Linked DNA regions of Callithrix jacchus: region 2 is linked to region 1. A link is a contact called in public Hi-C data. All regions are on one chromosome and are shown on one strand. Each heading gives the region's core, a stretch centred on a gene start, on an enhancer-like site or on the middle of the called end of the contact. The rest is flanking DNA. Distances are from core to core; before and after follow the strand shown. Region 1 overlaps POLR3A (RNA polymerase III subunit A). Region 2 overlaps DLG5 (discs large MAGUK scaffold protein 5).

Evidence for each region. A called contact is a pair of places that touch in the nucleus more often than the background predicts.
Region 2: a Hi-C map of skeletal muscle shows a contact between it and region 1, with 6 times the contacts expected there. The contact joins two enhancer-like sites. A contact is called at or near these places in 3 of 3 Hi-C or Micro-C datasets (induced pluripotent stem cells and skeletal muscle).

Annotation. Positions count from the first base shown.
Region 1 is chr12:52,208,848-52,214,108 of calJac240_pri, reverse strand. POLR3A (RNA polymerase III subunit A) reads right to left here. Exons shown (of 29, transcript XM_078345494.1): 14 at 2,699-2,871. Among named protein-coding and RNA genes, the nearest start is that of POLR3A, 28 kb to the right of the region's middle. Within about 2 kb of position 2,753, at least 1 of the 16 cell types and tissues checked has an H3K27ac peak or open chromatin away from gene starts, as enhancers often do. A contact at or near this core is called in skeletal muscle, where this site is marked.
Region 2 is chr12:52,362,424-52,367,684 of calJac240_pri, reverse strand. All of the region lies in intron 5 of DLG5 (discs large MAGUK scaffold protein 5), which reads right to left. Among named protein-coding and RNA genes, the nearest start is that of DLG5, 80 kb to the right of the region's middle. Within about 2 kb of position 2,189, at least 4 of the 16 cell types and tissues checked have an H3K27ac peak or open chromatin away from gene starts, as enhancers often do. A contact at or near this core is called in skeletal muscle, where this site is marked.

The DNA.
Region 1 (5,261 bases), core at 1,504-4,003:
GGATTACATATGCTCAATCTGACATTTAAAGAAATCTGAAAATTATCTCGCCTCAGTATTTTCAATCAATCAATGTTTTAGAATCTTAGAGGACCAAAATGCCTTGGCTATACAAACACGTGCATCTTCTACAAGGTTTTAAAATCACTAAGGCAAAAAGTTATTCTTTTTTTTGTTAGAGACAGGGTCTCTCTCTGTTGCTGAGATGGCATGATCATAGCTCACTGCAGCCTCAAAAATCCCGGGCTCAAGTGATTCTCCTGCTGTATCCTCCTGAGTAGCTAGGACTACAGGTACATGTCCCCATCATGCCTGGCTAATTAAAAAAATTTTTTTTGTAGAGATGGGTCTTGCTATGCTGCCCAGGTTGGTCTTGAACTCCTGGCCTCAAGGAATCCTCCTGCCTTGATTATAGGCATAAGCCACCAAGCCTGGCCTAAAATTGACAGTAAAAAAAACTTGAAAAATCCTTTAAATGGCCCATCAGGTAGAATGTATGGCTTTGTGTATTCTACCCTACACAATAAAACATTGTATATACATAGCTGTGTGGACGCACACACATATCCCTATATAAATATGTAGTATGTAAAAGAGAATTGCTTGTACTGTTTGTAACTTTGTCTATCTATTTATTCTTGCCAAGCAGACATCTGAATGCCCACAAGCCAGGCATGTGATGAGATGACTTCACAAGAATATTCTGGCTCATGAGCTCATCCACACACTTACTCCTCAACTTACAAACTGGATGCTGAATCAGTTAGGAGTCTGGTTCCATTAAAAATTGCTGCTGCTGAGGCCTCAAGTAATTTTCTAGGAGGTACCAGTGAGAAATATCCTTTTCTCTTTCTTTCTTTATGACTCGGTGAGAGTAAGATTAAGAATGAGCTAATGGTAAATACCTCACACAATTCTGGTTTCTCCCTACTTTAGAAAATGTATTTCATCAGAAAACTTCCCACTGCTTAAAGGGCCTTTCTTCCACACAGGTGAGTCAAAGCTCAGAGCCACAGGTTATTGGTGAGGCAGAAGACGGCCAGGTGAAAGTGGTGCACTCAGAGTGCTGATCTCGCTGCTTAAGGGAGTTTCTGGTTCTTACAGGCTGGCAGTGATACTGATTCTGACTCATGCTGGTTGAGATTTCAGCTAAACTAGTTTCAAATGAGGGGCATAGGCTAAGAATGTGACTATTTGACATGAATTTTCCTTCTGCATCCAGGTCTCTTTCAAAGACCATACATTCAAAGAACCATGGTAAGGCCAGGTGCAGTGGTTCACACCTATAATTCCAGCACTTTGGGAGGCTGAGGTGGGTGGTTCACATGAGGTCAGGAATTCGAGACCAGCCTGGCCAACAAGGCAAAGCCCCATCTCTACTAAAAATACGAAAAAAATTAGCTGAGCATGGTGGTGGGTACCTGTAATCCCAGCTACTCGAGATGCTGAGGCAGGGATAATTGCTTAAACCCAGGAGGCAGAGGTTGCAGTGAGCCGAGATTGCACCACTGCACTCCTACCTGGGCAACAGAGCAAGACTGTGGCTTAAAACAAACAAACAAACAAACAAATGAACAACCTGCTGGGTGTGGTGGCTCCTGTAATCCAAGCACTTTAGGAGGTAGAGACAGGTGGATCACGAGGTCAGGAGATCGAGATCATCCTGGCCAACATAGTGAAACCTCGTCTCTACTAAAAATACAAAAATTATCTGGATGTGGTGGTGTGTGCCTGTAATCCCAGCTATGCTGGAGGCTGAGGCAGGAGAATCACTTGAACCAGGGAATCAGAGGTTGTAGTGAGCCAAGATTTCACCACTGTGCTCTGGCCAGGTGACAGAGTGAGACTCAGTCTTAAAAAAACAAAAACCCAGCTGGGTGCAGTGGCTCACACCTATAATCACAGCACATTGGGAGGCTGAGGAAGGTGGATCATGAGGTCAAGAGATGAAGACCACTCTGGCCAACATTGATGAAACCCGTCTCCACTAAAAATACAAAAAATATAGCCAGGCATGGTGGCTCATACCTGTAATCTCAGCACTTTGGGAGGCTGAGGCAGGCAGATCACCTAAGGTTGGGAGTTCAAGACCAGCCTGACCAACATAGAGAAACCCTGTCTCAACTAAAAATACAAAATTAGTCGGGCATAGTAGCACATGCCTGTAATCCCAACTACTCGGGAGGCTGAGGCAGGAGAGTCACTTGAACCCGGGAGGGGGAGGTTGCAGTGAGCTGAGATCGTACCATTGTACTCCAGCCTGGATAAGAGCAAAACTCTGTCTCAAACAACAACAACAACAACAACAACAACAAACTCCAAAGAGCTGTGGTGTCAGTTTCTACCTAAAGGATGCTGAAAGCAAATGGCAGGAGCCCTCGAGTACCAGTTACAGAAGCGGTCTGAGTGTGCTACCGGAACAAGAGCAGCCCCGTGTGGCCGAACGAATAGATGGCCGTTTTCACCACCTGGAACATGACAGCTGGGAGGGATGTGAGGATCTGATGAAAGGCCTTACCCCCAGGAAACAAATGAGAACACACATAGTGAGCCCAGGGCTCTGACAAGACGGACGTCACTGCCTTGACTTGCCCACTCCTTTGCTACCTCTCTTCATGGCTCAGCACAACCCCAGAGGGCACCATCTCAGCCACCATGTGCAGAAAGTGGCAACCCTGAACCAAAGGGCCAGGCTCACCTCCAGGGTCTCCTCAGCAGTGCAGCCAGGCTGCTGCTGCAGCTTGCCCGTGTTCAGGGCTTCGATGTACTCATCGCATTTCTTGTAGCCAGCATTCAGCAACTCATACTTGGCCTTTAGCAGTCCTTGGCCAGGTGTGACGTCACCGATCCCAATTGAGAAACCACGGTTAGCTGTAGAGTTGGTAGAGCAGGAAGAAAGGGCCATAAATGAGACTCAGCAAACCTGCTAAATATAGTTGATGCCTGCTAGATATAGTTTGTGCTATATATCAACTACCTATGCATAGTTTAAAGTATAAAAAAGTTTGTATCTTCACAGAATTCATCACAATTCAATTAAATAATAGCTTTCTCTCTCAGTCATTAGGGAGTTACACAAAATGACTCAGACTCACTGACGTTCTCTCAGAGACCTTACGGCCTCGTGGGGAAATACAACACTGTTTCCAACTATCATCTAAAGCAGAGTGACATTAAACACTAAAGGGTGGCCTGAGAGCTGGGTGCAGTGACTCAAGCGGCTGAAGCAGGAGGATTGCTTGAGCCCAGATGTTTGTGATCAGCCTTGTCTCTACAAAAACCTTAAAAAATCAGCTGGTATGGTGGCACATGCCAGTAGTCCCAGCTATGCGGGAGGCTGAGGTGGGAGAATCGCTTGAGCCCGGGAGGTGGAGGTTGCAGTGAACCACAACCACATCACTGCACTCCAGCATGGGCAGCAGAGCAAGACCCTGTGTCAAAAAAAAAAAAGTATTCTCCACCTTTGATGGAACTAGGTGCCACCATTGATCCTATCTACAATATACTGTATGTAGAAATAAAGTGACTGAGTGGCTTCTGGCTTAGCAGGATAGGAAGGGGTGACCTAAAAGTATCTGTAGACGAGAGGACTCATGGGCCTGGAAAGGCTCAGAAATGAGATCATCAGGTTCTGCAAGTGCTGGAGATGATGAATGTGCTGGAAACAATGAGGAAACCTAGTGGAAAGTCTGTATAAGGACAGGCTCCAGTAGGAGATGGGAGTTTACTCCCAGCAAAATGGAATCAGAGCGGCTTTGGATCCAGGGATACCAGGCAGATGAAATAACTGTAAGCAAGAGCACTGAGGGAAAGTCTGTATATTCCACACTTGAGAACCCTTAGACTGATTTCCTGTGCAGCTCCCCAAATCCCAGGAGCCAGGTCTCTACCCTTAGTTAGGAGATGGAGACTGCAAAATACATCTCTGGGAAATCAAGCTTCTCTAGAGAAAAGTGTTACTAATAATGATATTTGGTATCTCCTCAATAAAATATTTTTTTTCCTCAATAAAAAAACTGAGAGGTCCAGTTAACTCCATTTCCAGTGTTTCAGTCCTTACTCCTAATGGACCACCAGATATTTGAGGAGAGATTTTAACATGAAAGATAAAAGACACAAATGCACAGGAAAAAGAAACTAAAAGGACAGAAAATTTAGGAAGCAAATATGATAAAACTATAAATAATATTCTCTCAGAGTGATCAAAGAAGATACATTTTGGGATCAAAACAAAACAAAACCAAACCCTACCTGTGAATAAGAATACTGAAATTAGAAATTAAATACCCAATAGTGAAAAAATTTTAAACCTCAATAGAAGTGTTAAAAGATAAAGTGAATCTAGAATAAAGAAATGGCAAACAGGGAAAATAATACAAATAATTAGATAATCAATCCAGGAGTTCTAATATGCAATTAACAAAAGTTCCAAAAGGAAAGGACAGAGAAAATAAAAGAGAGAAAATTATCAAAGAAACAACATAAGAAAATGTCCAGAATGGAAGGACACAGAGTTGCAGATTAAAAGAGATTTACTGAGTGCTTAGCACAATCAATAAAAAAAGACCCACATCAAGGGCATATCGTTGTGAACTTCCAGAGAACAGAGAGGATTCTGAAAGTTTCTGGAATGAAAAAACAATCCAATGGCCAGGCATAGCGGCTCATGCCTATAATCCTAGTACTTTGGGAGGCAGAGGCAGGTGAATTGCTTTTGCCCTGGAGTTCAAGGCCACCCTGGGCAACATGGTGAGACGTCATCTCTACAAAAGTTAGTTGGGCATGGTGGCATGCGTCTGTATTCTCAGCTACTTGGGAGGGTACAGTGAGCTGAGATCACACCATTAAACTCCAGTCTGGGTAACAGAGCAAGATCCTATCTTAAAAAAAAAAAAAAAAAAAAAGCCAAGTGGTAGCTTATGCCTGTAGTCCCAGCACTTTGGGAGGCCAAGGCAGGCAGATCATCAGAGGTTGGGAGTTTGAGACCAGTCTGGCCAACATAGTAAAACCCCATCTCTACTAAAAATACAAAAAATTAGCCGGGCATGGTGGTGGGCACCTGTAATCCTAGCTACTCTGAAGGTGAGGCAGGAGAATCACTTGAGGTGGAAGTAGCAATGAGCTGAAATCGTGCCATTGCACTCCAGCCTAGGTAACAGGAGCGAAACTCTGTCTCAGAAAAAAAAAAGTTGGGGAATAAGAATGATAATACCCTTTAACAACTCTGAAAGCTAGGAGAAGGTAGAACAGAATCTCAAAAT
Region 2 (5,261 bases), core at 940-3,439, 150 kb before region 1:
CTTTGCCTCACGCGCCTTTCCCCCTTTGCTGACTTTGCTCTGTGTACTTTTGTTGTAATAAATGTCAGTCACTGAGTATAATTACATTCTGAATCTTGTGAGTCCTCCCAGAAAGTCACTTCGCCCAGAATCAAGTTATGCAAATTGAACCTCAGGACTCTCAAAAGCCCTAGGGTGACCCCCCTTCCCTGCCATGGTGTAGGGTCACCCCACATCCTGTGCAAGCATCTAATAGGTCTAGCACTGTTCTAGGTGCAGGTGATGCCAAGAGCCTGTGCCCTATGGGCCTTTTCTCCTAACTGGGAGGATGTGGACACACAGGCCAAATGAAGTAACTTCAGAGCAAGGTAAGAACGAGAAAATAAAAAAACGAAATAATGGGCTGGAGAGTGCCATCTGAGCAGCAGAGTGGAGGGCTGTGAGGGAGGCTAAGGCCGAGGAGGCTTCTAGAAGGTGACTGCAGAGTTGGAGGCACATGAAGAAGAGCAGTGAGGGCACACCAGGCAGAGGGCAGGGCAAGTGCAAAGGCCTGGAGGCAAGGCCCGCAGGCGTGTTCTAGGAACAAAGAGAAGAGCAGGGTCGAGTGGCTGGAGCCCAAGGCACAGGAGGAGGTAGGTTCAAAGGGGCCTGGAGAAGTGGGCTCGGGCACCACCTCAGGGCTCACAGTGAAGACTGTTCCTGAGTGAGATGGGAGGCTATGGAGGGTTTTAAGCTAGAGAGCAGTCTACTCTGAATAACAGGCACTAAAGTTCATTTGGGGTGCTGTTATAGAGAAACAAACAAACCAAGATGATGAGTTAAGAGGTTGCTAGGGGGCTGCTCCAGGCTTGGCTAACACCTTATGGGATCTGAGTCCTGGGGCTGAGTCATTCCGTATCTCTGGGTTTCAGCTTCTGGATTCCTCAAATGCCAAGACTGAACCAAGAAACCTTGCCTGGTCCTTCCAGCCCCAGTCCAGGGGGTTCCAGTCCAGGAACACCCTGGCTCATTCAGTAGGGGCCTGAGTTATCAGGTGTTTGCAGCCCAGAGAACCAGAAGCTGGGATGATGGAATATTCCCTTTGGAGTTAAGGTCAGCCCTCAATAAACATGAAAAACACAAAAAGCAAAAGAGGGCTTAATTTAAGTCAGAATCGTAGCAACAAGAAAGTAAGCTCCCTCCTCTAAGACCTAAGCATTAGATCCTAGGACTGTTGACTCTTAAAGAGGAAGTCAAGGAAGAGGGAGAAATGGAGGGAGGGAGAGAGCCAGAGAAGAAGAGAAGGAAGGAGAAGAGAAAGAAAAAGAATGAGAGAAAGAAGGAAGGAAAGGGAGGAGGGAGAGAAGGAGGGAAGGAGAAAAGGAAAACTGGTTCATTTCAGGTTTATTCTTTTTCCTTTATTTTTAAAGCAGAACATTTTCTTTCAAGGGAGCTCTTACTAGGACATCAAAATATAGAACTTATTTTAAAAAGCAGTACACAGGTGTCTCAAGCAGTCAAAATCTTCACTGTTTTGTAAAATAGCATCTCCGCTGCAAAACAGGAATGCACAGAGAAACAGAACCTCACTGACACCTAAAATCTTTCTTTAAAAAAAATACGCCTGGCTAGGCACAGTGGCTCACGCTTATAATTCCAGCACTGTGGGAGGCCAAGGCAGGCAAATCACCTGAGGTCAGGAGTTTGAGACCAGCCTAATCTCTACTAAATATACAAAAATTAGCTGGACGTGGTGGTGGGTGCCTGTAATCCCAGCTACTTGGGAGGCTGAGGCAGGAAAATTGCTTTGATCCAGGAGGTAGAAGTTGCTGTGAGCCAAGATCATGCCATAAGCACTCCAGCCTGGGTGACAAGCGTGAGACGCTGTCTCACAAAAAAAATAAAAGAGTGGACTCACCCATGACCACACCCGGTCAATGAAGGGCAGTCCTGATAGCTGTCAATCAACACCTTCTACCCATGTCTTGAAAGGTCCAGCATCTAGACTAGATTGCCCTGATTGGTAAGCAATACCTCAAAAACGCCAATTAAAAATTACTTCAAATGTTTTACTCTCTAAGCATCCCCTAAGCCAAGTGAGAACCCCATGGGCTCCAAAATAAGTCTGGTTTGCTGGGGAACAAAGACGGCTGCCATTGCCTGAGTTCCCCACAAGGTGGCAGCGATAGGTAGACAAGCCAATGCTCTTCCACAGTGGCCTTCCACCTTCCCAGAAACAAACTCATTCTAAAGGCAGCTTTGAAATGACACAAAGCCAGGTTCTGGACGGTAGCCCAGCAGCGCCCACTTCCACCAGTGCAGGATAGAATCAGGAGTCTATGCCACGGTTCAGCCTTTCTTCACTGGGAAATAGTCCCCTGAACGCCTAGCCTTGAGGGACGAGTCAGGGCCGTGTGAATTCATTGGGAAACAGTCCCCTGAACGCCTAGCCTTGAGGGACAATTCAGGGCTGTGTGAATCAGGCTGCCCGAATGGGCCGTGACAGTGGGCCACAAATTCCCAGTGCGACAGGGTGACAGGGTCGGTCAAGGAAACCCCAGCACAGACCTCTGGGTCCTTTCTGATGCTGCCCCCAGCCTTCATTAACACAGTGAGATCCTCCCGTGGAAGACATTGGGAGAGAGATCAAGCCGTTAACTGCTTCCACTGCAATGACCGCCACCCCCGCCAGCTCCACAGGCAAAAGCTCGCAGCTGCCCTACTCACCAGGAGCTACTCCGCCCGCCTCCCTGCAACTCCTAACCTCTGGGTCTCACCCTACCTTTGGAGTTAAACAGAATAACTTGTTCCCACAGGGCAGTGTCCCCATACTCAAACAGGATCGCAGGCCCCAAAACACTTCTCACCCTTTCTCTATAAGCAGGACTCAGCACCAGGCCTGCGCTATGTAACCAACAGCCTCTGAACAAAGCTAGGGAACCAGGCTCGGTTAACTCCAGAGAATCCGAATAACAGTCCTATCTATCAGTCTAGAATTTTTCCCTCTCACCATTATAAGATTATGTTCTTGGTAGGTATTTCCACATGCACACACACACACACATACACAGAGACACACACCTAACTACAGCCAAATGTTTAGCTTCCCAGCAAAGGCCAAGGAAAGAGAGAACATTTTAATTTGGCCCAGAATTCTAAATTAAAGAGAGTCAACTTCTTTTTTTTTTTTTTTTTTTGAGACAGGTTCTTGCTTGGCTCCAGGCTGGAGCACAGTGGCACAATCACAGTTCACTGCAACCTCAACCTCCCAGGCTCAAGTGATCCTCCTGCCTCAGCCTCCCAAGAAGCTGGGACCACAGGCACAGCCCACCACACTCAGCTAATTTTTTTAGTTTTTGTAGAGATGGGGGTCTCCCTATGTTGCCCAGGCTGCTCTTGAACTCCTAGACTCAAGTGATGCACCCACCTGGGCCTTCCAAAGTGCTAAGATTACAGGCGTGAGTCCCGGAGCACAGGACAGATGGCCTGTGAGTTCAAGGGGCTTAGGAGAAGGGGTTGGAAGTTTCATAGGGGAGGCACAAAGACAGCCATAGTCTGAGCTGCTCCCTGCAGGGAGGCGGGGAAGAGACCAACCCTCCGATCTGTATCCCACCCTGGTCAGAACACTCCTTCCTCAGCTTCTCTGTAAGGGATGCCTTTCAGCAATGAGGAAACCCCTCTCCTCCCTTCCTTCCTCCGGGCCCATGAAAGGGCACTGGTGTAGGATATCTGGGACCAGAAAATCGACTCTCATGTATTACAAGAGAAAGTATATTTTAAAGACAGGAGAAAGGGCAGGGGGGAGGAGAGAGAACGTTCTTGGGGCCTGAGAAGTTTCCCACACAAATTGGCAGGACCTAGGAGAACATGTGCACTGTCCCAGAAATTCTACCCATAAGGCTCAAACTTCAAAACGTGTGTACAAAAGAGCATAAAGATGTGTGTCCACTGAAACACGGTCTGTAACATGGAAGATACTGGCCACCAAGAGGCTCCAAAGAGAATGCAATTCACACATGACAACCAAACAAACAAGGACCTTTCTGGATGCACAAATTCACAGAAAACGTAAGGGGACCCATGATGTGTTATAGGATTTTTTTTTAGGCACGTTTCAGGGAATACAAACAAAACTGTATGAGTATTAAATGTGGCATAAAAAAAATCTACAAGGATACACATCCCAGTGGTTTACACAGAGGCTGGTCACTTCCACAAAGCTAGGCTGGGTCTGAGGAGGTGGGCAGGTGCCTTCGACACTGGTTGAATACTTTTTCTATATTAACTGAAGAGTATGCACCATTTTAGTAAAGAAAAAAGATGTGGAAACACCCTCTACTTAAGATTCCCCCACCAAGCCTTGTCAGTCTCTGTCCAGGGTCTCCTGGGCATTCTTGATACAGCCTAGAAGAATCTAAGAAGGTGCACTCCGACTGCCCAAACCTGGAGATGGGGATGCCCAGCTGAGGCTCTCCCCAGCAAAACACACATACACACACACACACACACACACACACAGACAAAACACCTGTCTGCTGCTCTCAACCACGGAGCCCCCTCCCCCAGGGCTGCCTCATTTCCTCCAAGATAAATCATGCAGAGGGCTGGGAAGCCCCACAAATCCCTCAAGCAAGCACAAAAGTCAAACAGCACCATTTACCCTGCAAGGGCCTCTTCAAGTTTACAAGGCACGGGAGGAACCTGGCAACAAAACTGCCCTTGTCCAGTGAGGTCAACCTTTGCCCTCGGGCCCAGCAGGGAGCACGCCTGTGGCCATCCCCATGTCTCCACTTCCTCTGCTGGTGGCCTGCTGCCACCTGGGCATCCCACAGCCTGGCATCCACCCCACACCTGCTGGGATGTGGGGCTGCCCCAGTTCTGAGATGCTCCCAGCCCTGCTCCCCATGGCAGCCAGGCCTCTTCTCCTGGTGGGGTATGGAGGTGGTGCTTGTTTAGAGGCACTCATCCAGCTGAACTGACCTGGGGGACCCCAGTGACCAGGATGCATCCCCACCCCTGACCCTGTTGCCAAGGATCACAGCACTAGGAAAAAGAGAGCAGGGAATGGACTGCGAGGTGGGGGAGGAAGACCCTTCCCCTGTGGGGCAGACAGGAAAGGGAGAGGGGGACGGGGACGGGGTGGGAGCAACGCCTCAGTCTGAAGGTCTGTAAAGCTGAGTAGGTGCTCAAGAAAGTCAGAGAACGGGAGACAAGGAAACTACGCTTCGTGAGGGCAGAGTGCTCTTTCTAAAAAATAATTTTTTTAATTAAACAATTTTTTGTAGAGATAAGAGTCTGTGTCA